Linked DNA regions of Mus musculus: region 2 is linked to region 1. A link is a contact called in public HiChIP or PLAC-seq data. All regions are on one chromosome and are shown on one strand. The core of a region is the stretch at or near the end of the contact, and the rest is flanking DNA. Distances in the headings are between cores, read along the strand shown.

Evidence for each region. HiChIP or PLAC-seq counts read pairs in DNA pulled down with a chosen protein or histone mark.
Region 2: an H3K27ac HiChIP or PLAC-seq map of large pre-B cells shows a contact between it and region 1, with 2.0 times the contacts expected there. The contact joins two enhancer-like sites.

What each region holds. Positions count from the first base shown.
Region 1 is chr13:28,832,182-28,834,881 of GRCm38.p6, forward strand. All of the region lies in intron 2 of 2610307P16Rik (RIKEN cDNA 2610307P16 gene), which reads right to left. Among named protein-coding and RNA genes, the nearest start is that of 2610307P16Rik, 52 kb to the right of the region's middle. Within about 2 kb of position 1,335, at least 55 of the 459 cell types and tissues checked have an H3K27ac peak or open chromatin away from gene starts, as enhancers often do.
Region 2 is chr13:29,724,998-29,727,697 of GRCm38.p6, forward strand. All of the region lies in intron 5 of Cdkal1 (CDK5 regulatory subunit associated protein 1-like 1), which reads right to left. Among named protein-coding and RNA genes, the nearest start is that of Cdkal1, 130 kb to the right of the region's middle. Within about 2 kb of position 1,349, at least 28 of the 459 cell types and tissues checked have an H3K27ac peak or open chromatin away from gene starts, as enhancers often do.

The sequences.
Region 1 (2,700 bases), core at 85-2,584:
TGCCTGGTAACCATCATTTGAGATTATGAGAAGGTCTTTTTAAAAGTACACACAAGGGGAACGCCAGGGCCAAAAAATGGGAATAGGTGGGTAGGGGAGTGGGGGGTGGGGTGTGGAGGACTTTTGGGATAGCATTGGAAATGTAATTGAGGAAAATACGTAATAAAAAAAAAGTACACACAAACATACATACATATACACATATATAGTTATGCACGTGTGTTTATGTATACAAAAACTTATAAAAATGTGTATAACACACACACACACACACACACACACACACACCCCAAATCACTATCTGTACATCTTAAGCTCTCCTAAGTCTGCCTTTCCTTACTGTAGTTGGGATATGTGGATTAAGTGGACACATTCAGTATCATCCACTATACACAGCAGCTTCTCTGCTGTATACTGCCCTACTTTCGTAAGTCTGGAACATGTATTTGGTCCCAAAGCCTTTGATAAAATGCTTTGCCACGATTCAATATTTTAAATGTAAATAAACCACTGCATCATGTATTGATTTTATTTCAGATACCGTTTCTCTGATACCTTAAGAAGAATAAAGTCTATATTACATGCCATTCTCTTAAAGATCATTTTCTTGGAGAGGAAAACATTGTCAAAAGTATGATGGATTTTCTTCTGATGGATGGGGGAGTTGGGGGTGAGGGGACTCACAGGGTAGCAACCGCTGTCACTAATCAACACAGCCACAGCCTGAGGATTGAAAGGAACAGTAAGGGGACAGTGTAGCTTGCCATTCTATGATCCTAACAAGGTGTGTACTGGCAAAGCCAAGCCGGAAAAAAATAACCCTGCGACTCATAACCTGGTGTCTGCCTCCTTTTGGCATCTTAAGTTTAGATTCCATAAATACTCTGAATTCTACTTTCTCCGTGGCAGGATTACTTAATTTAAAGCTATACACACCATCCGTGCCTCTGCTGACTCTACAGGTTATAAAACTAAGGCCCAAGAGATTACCGATTTCTTCAACCGACTGCTAGCAGATCCCCGAGACACAATTTGTCATGGCTATGATGGCACCTGGAACTTTGTATTTGCTTCAAGAGGTCTTCTGCATTAGACCGGCAGGAGGCAAGCAACTGATAAAAAGATCCACAAATCCTTCTGCTTCAGAACAGAGCCACCCCCACCCAACAGGCAAGATCTGGACCCTCACTTTCTTTAATCAGAATTATGTGGGGTTTAAGCCAGGATAAAAAGATGTTCAGTTCCATTCTTTATGGGTTTCTGGGGGACCAACACAGGGGTGGGAATCACAGACGGCTGTCACCAGATCTGCCTCACACGCAGGCAGGAAGCAGGGTGGCAGTTAGAAGACAGGAAGACTGGGGGTGAGCAGAAACTTCCCACGGTGCCTGGAGAGATGAACAAGCTGTTCTCTCAGCATTCTTTTGGACCCAAGTGACTTGGTTCCTGGGCTCCCAGAGAAATGTGTGCCCTCCATAAGGAAGTCTCCACCTGCTTGGGAGAGATCACTACTCAACTGGCAAGATAAAAAGGAATGGTAGCTTTACCACCTACATTTCTACTCTAGCAATTAGTAAACTGAAAACAAGGGCTCAACAATCATCTGAGTTAATATTATTATTGCTATTGTGGTTGTTAGGAATGTAGAGCTTTAACACCTGACACTGACATTGATGGGGAATGTCAACTGGTACAGCCACTGTGGACATCAGTATGGCTCTTCCACATGGCTACAAACAGAGCTAGCTACCTTATGATCTGGCTGTACCACTCCTGGTATATATTCAAAGGAATCTTCCACTGGGACACTTGCATCTTCATGTTTATTGCAAGACTATTCACAATAGGCAAGATCAGGAACCCGCACTGATGCTGACTGGTGGATATATATGTGCAGTGCAATTTTATTGAATTGTAAAGAACCAAAATGAAACTGTAGCATTTACACAACTGGAGATCATTGTGTAACAGAAATATACCAGACGCAGAAAGATGAAGGGGGTCCATTCTCACATGTGCACATGTGCAGAATCTAGTTTGCTTTGTGTATGTGTGTGGGTGTGGGGGGTGGGGGGGGAGGGAGGGAGAGAGAGAAGGAAAGAGAGATGAAAGTAGAAAGGTCACTACAAAATGGGAGGAAAATGGCTAAAGGGAGGAAGGAGGAGAACAAAGGGATGGCTAATGGAGAAAGATAAAATGCCTCACTTTCGCTCATATATGTAGTCTATATTTAAGCATAACACATATGGCATGAATGCAAAGAAGGAACTATTTGGGAAGAACAAAGGGATGACCAAGAAAGGGGGTGAATGGAAGTGGCATGTGAGGGGATAGGAGCAAGATGCAACTACGTGTGTGTGTGTGTGTGTGTGTGTGTGTGTGTGTGTGTGTGTGTGTGAAAATGAAACCTATTATTTTGCATATTTACCAAATTTTAACTTAAAAGCTTAAAGAAAAGAAAACTGAGAACAAAAGCTATGAGCCAGACCTTGAGCCAGCCTATCAGAACTCCAACATCTTGGTTAGGTTTCCTGTATTACTGCTAATATTTGTAAGGAATTTAGAGAACAGTGTATTAGAAAAACAAAAACTGAAAAAGCTTATCCAGAAATGCTATTCTGTGCCATATAGAAATATTTAAGTTGTGTCTTTTTAATACATCTCCCTAAAACTAATAATATATACTATTTAAATTTAGCA
Region 2 (2,700 bases), core at 99-2,598, 890 kb after region 1:
GAAGCTCAGCAGAATCATACAGAAAGGGAGCTGAGGCTGCGCCAATTAGCCTCGGAAAAGCCATACTCAGAACGTGCCTCCATTGGTTCACTGTTGTTATCTCCCTAGGGAAAGCTACATAAAATGTCTATATGTATCCATGAAAAACGATACACAGCACTGTAGCAAGTGGAAAACCCTAAGCTAATCAACCAAGGCCTGCTGATTAAACACTAAGTGTGAGGCATGTGGGGTGGCCCACACCCACACATATATGGGCAGCACAAATGAGAGCCTATGCATCATAAATTTAAAAACCATGACAAGTCTGATCCAGAGATGCAGGTGAATCTGGAAGGAGTTGAAAGTGAATATGATCAAACTACATTGTATAAAATTCTTAAGCAACTAATAAAAAATAAATTTTAAAGGAATACACGCACACATACACACACACATACACACACACACACACACACACACACACACACACACACACACACACGAGAAACAGCTCAGTGGTAGAATGTCTGCCTACTATCCATAAGACCCAGTACCACCCAGCTCATACTACTGGATAGAACAAAACTGACCTGAGATAATGTGCTCACATAATCATAATAAGGAACCCACCACATTTATCACTAACTCATTAAGCTGTGGTCACTTAGAGATGGAGCATGCTGTGACTTCCACAGTGTGGTGATCTGAATGGGAATGGGTCCCAAGGCCCATGTTTGAACTCTTGGTTCCCCATGGGTGGAATGCCTTGGGAAGGATTGAGAAATGTGGTCTTCTGTGTTACAGAACCAAAGCTGCAAGATTGCCATGACATGGGGCAACAACAGGATATCTAAGAGACGGTGAGGATCCAGGGTTGATGGGGTAGCAAAAGCCAGAGGCTTCTAGCCAGACCACAGCCTCACTGCAATGAACATTTCAGGTAAGGCTATTTGGTGTACTGTGTGACACACCTTATCTTCCACGGCACGATGTTTTTTCTGTATGTATCTGATTTTGTTTTGTTTTTGCTTTTTGTTTGTTTTCTTTGGGGGCGGGGATGCAAGGGTAGATTTGGAGAGACTGGGAAATGATGGAATTTCCGTGCATGATGTGAAATTTAAAAAGAATCAATAAAAATATTTTCTAAAGTAATTTTAAAAATTCAAAAAGAAAGAGAGAGAAAAGTGTGGCCTTGTTAGAGAAGATGTAGCACTATGGAAGAGCACTGACTACTCGCCCCCCCCTTCGTCCCTCCCTCCTCACCCCTCCCACTTGAGCACATAGATGTCAGCTTTCAACTGTTGCTCCAGTACCATGTCTGTCTGCCTCCTGGCACACTCTCCACCATGATGGCCCCAGTAAGCTCTTCCTTCTGTAAGCCATGTGGTCATGGCATCGAATCACAGCAATAGAAAAGTAACTGAGACGAGTGTATAAAGCACAAAAGCAGTTTCCAAGTGACTGGTGATATAGACATTTCCGTGTGACTTTAAAATATTGTATTTAACAACATAGACATTAAAAATAAACCAATATTTCAATTAAAAATAAATAAGCAGAAATTTCCCAGCAAAAAGAGGAAGAGAAATAAAACTGTGGTTAGTGTCCCTACATCCTTTTGAACCTTCCTATTTATCTCAGAACCCACATAAAAGTGGTTTTTAACCCATGGCATATAAACAGGATGTCACAGTTAGCTGGAAGAACCCTGATGAATGCTTTAGGGGAGAAATATGGTATTTGGTCTTCTGATCATCTCAGAAAAATAAAGTGGTGTTTCAAACCAACTAATTAAGGATTTTGATTAAAGGGATTTTAGACATCATTAAATAATTGGGTGCCTTTCTACATTTTGATGGCAATAAATACTACTGAGGAGACAGTTAAGAGTTGGGAGGGTGCGTGCCTAGGATACACCTGTGCAGGGTCTCTCATGTAGTGTGTCTGGGCAACCTCATTACTCCCTTTCTGAAAACAAAACTTTAAGCTTTAAGGAGCTGGATGCACTATAGCATACACAGCCAGCCTCCCCAGAGGCCCATGTGTTCAAGGCCTGTTTCTCAGGGTGGTACTACGAAGACAAGTTGTTAGCTTTGAGGGTAGAAGCAGGTCTTTAATTCAGTGCTGACATGCCTTTGGGACCCTGAGCTCTCCTTTCCCTAATGTAACTGGTATTGTCCTGCCTAATACTCTTTCTATGACATCCTAAGGGCCAAACTATACCTTTCTTCTCTGTGAGTTATCTGTCCTCAGTCACTGCTAACTGATACAACATGGTTCTGGAAGAAAGCTCTAAACCAACAGTATCAAGAGTTCAGTTTAGATTCTGCCTCTGTGGCAAACTGAAAGAAAGGCAGATCTTGTCTCCATCCTAGTTTTCCCACGTGTTAAATGGAAACTGCTAAACCCTGTGGTTCATACTGGCAAGAAAACTCTACAACTGTAATAGGAAACATTTGCCTTAATAGGCAGTAATTACAACCAAAGCCTAGTAATATTAAGAAGAAAATATTGTAGGAATGAGTGAAATCCTTAGATTTTCTTTTCTAAATGCTACGGTACTAAATTAGTTGCAAAAGTTCTTTGAAAGCATCCACAAAACACTGCAAATGGGAATTTGGAGGGAATCCATGGCAGACACTGAATGATGGGAAATCACTTAAATTCTAAACAAGAAAACCTAAACTCAAGGTACCCAAGTCATCATCCAAAGAGTGA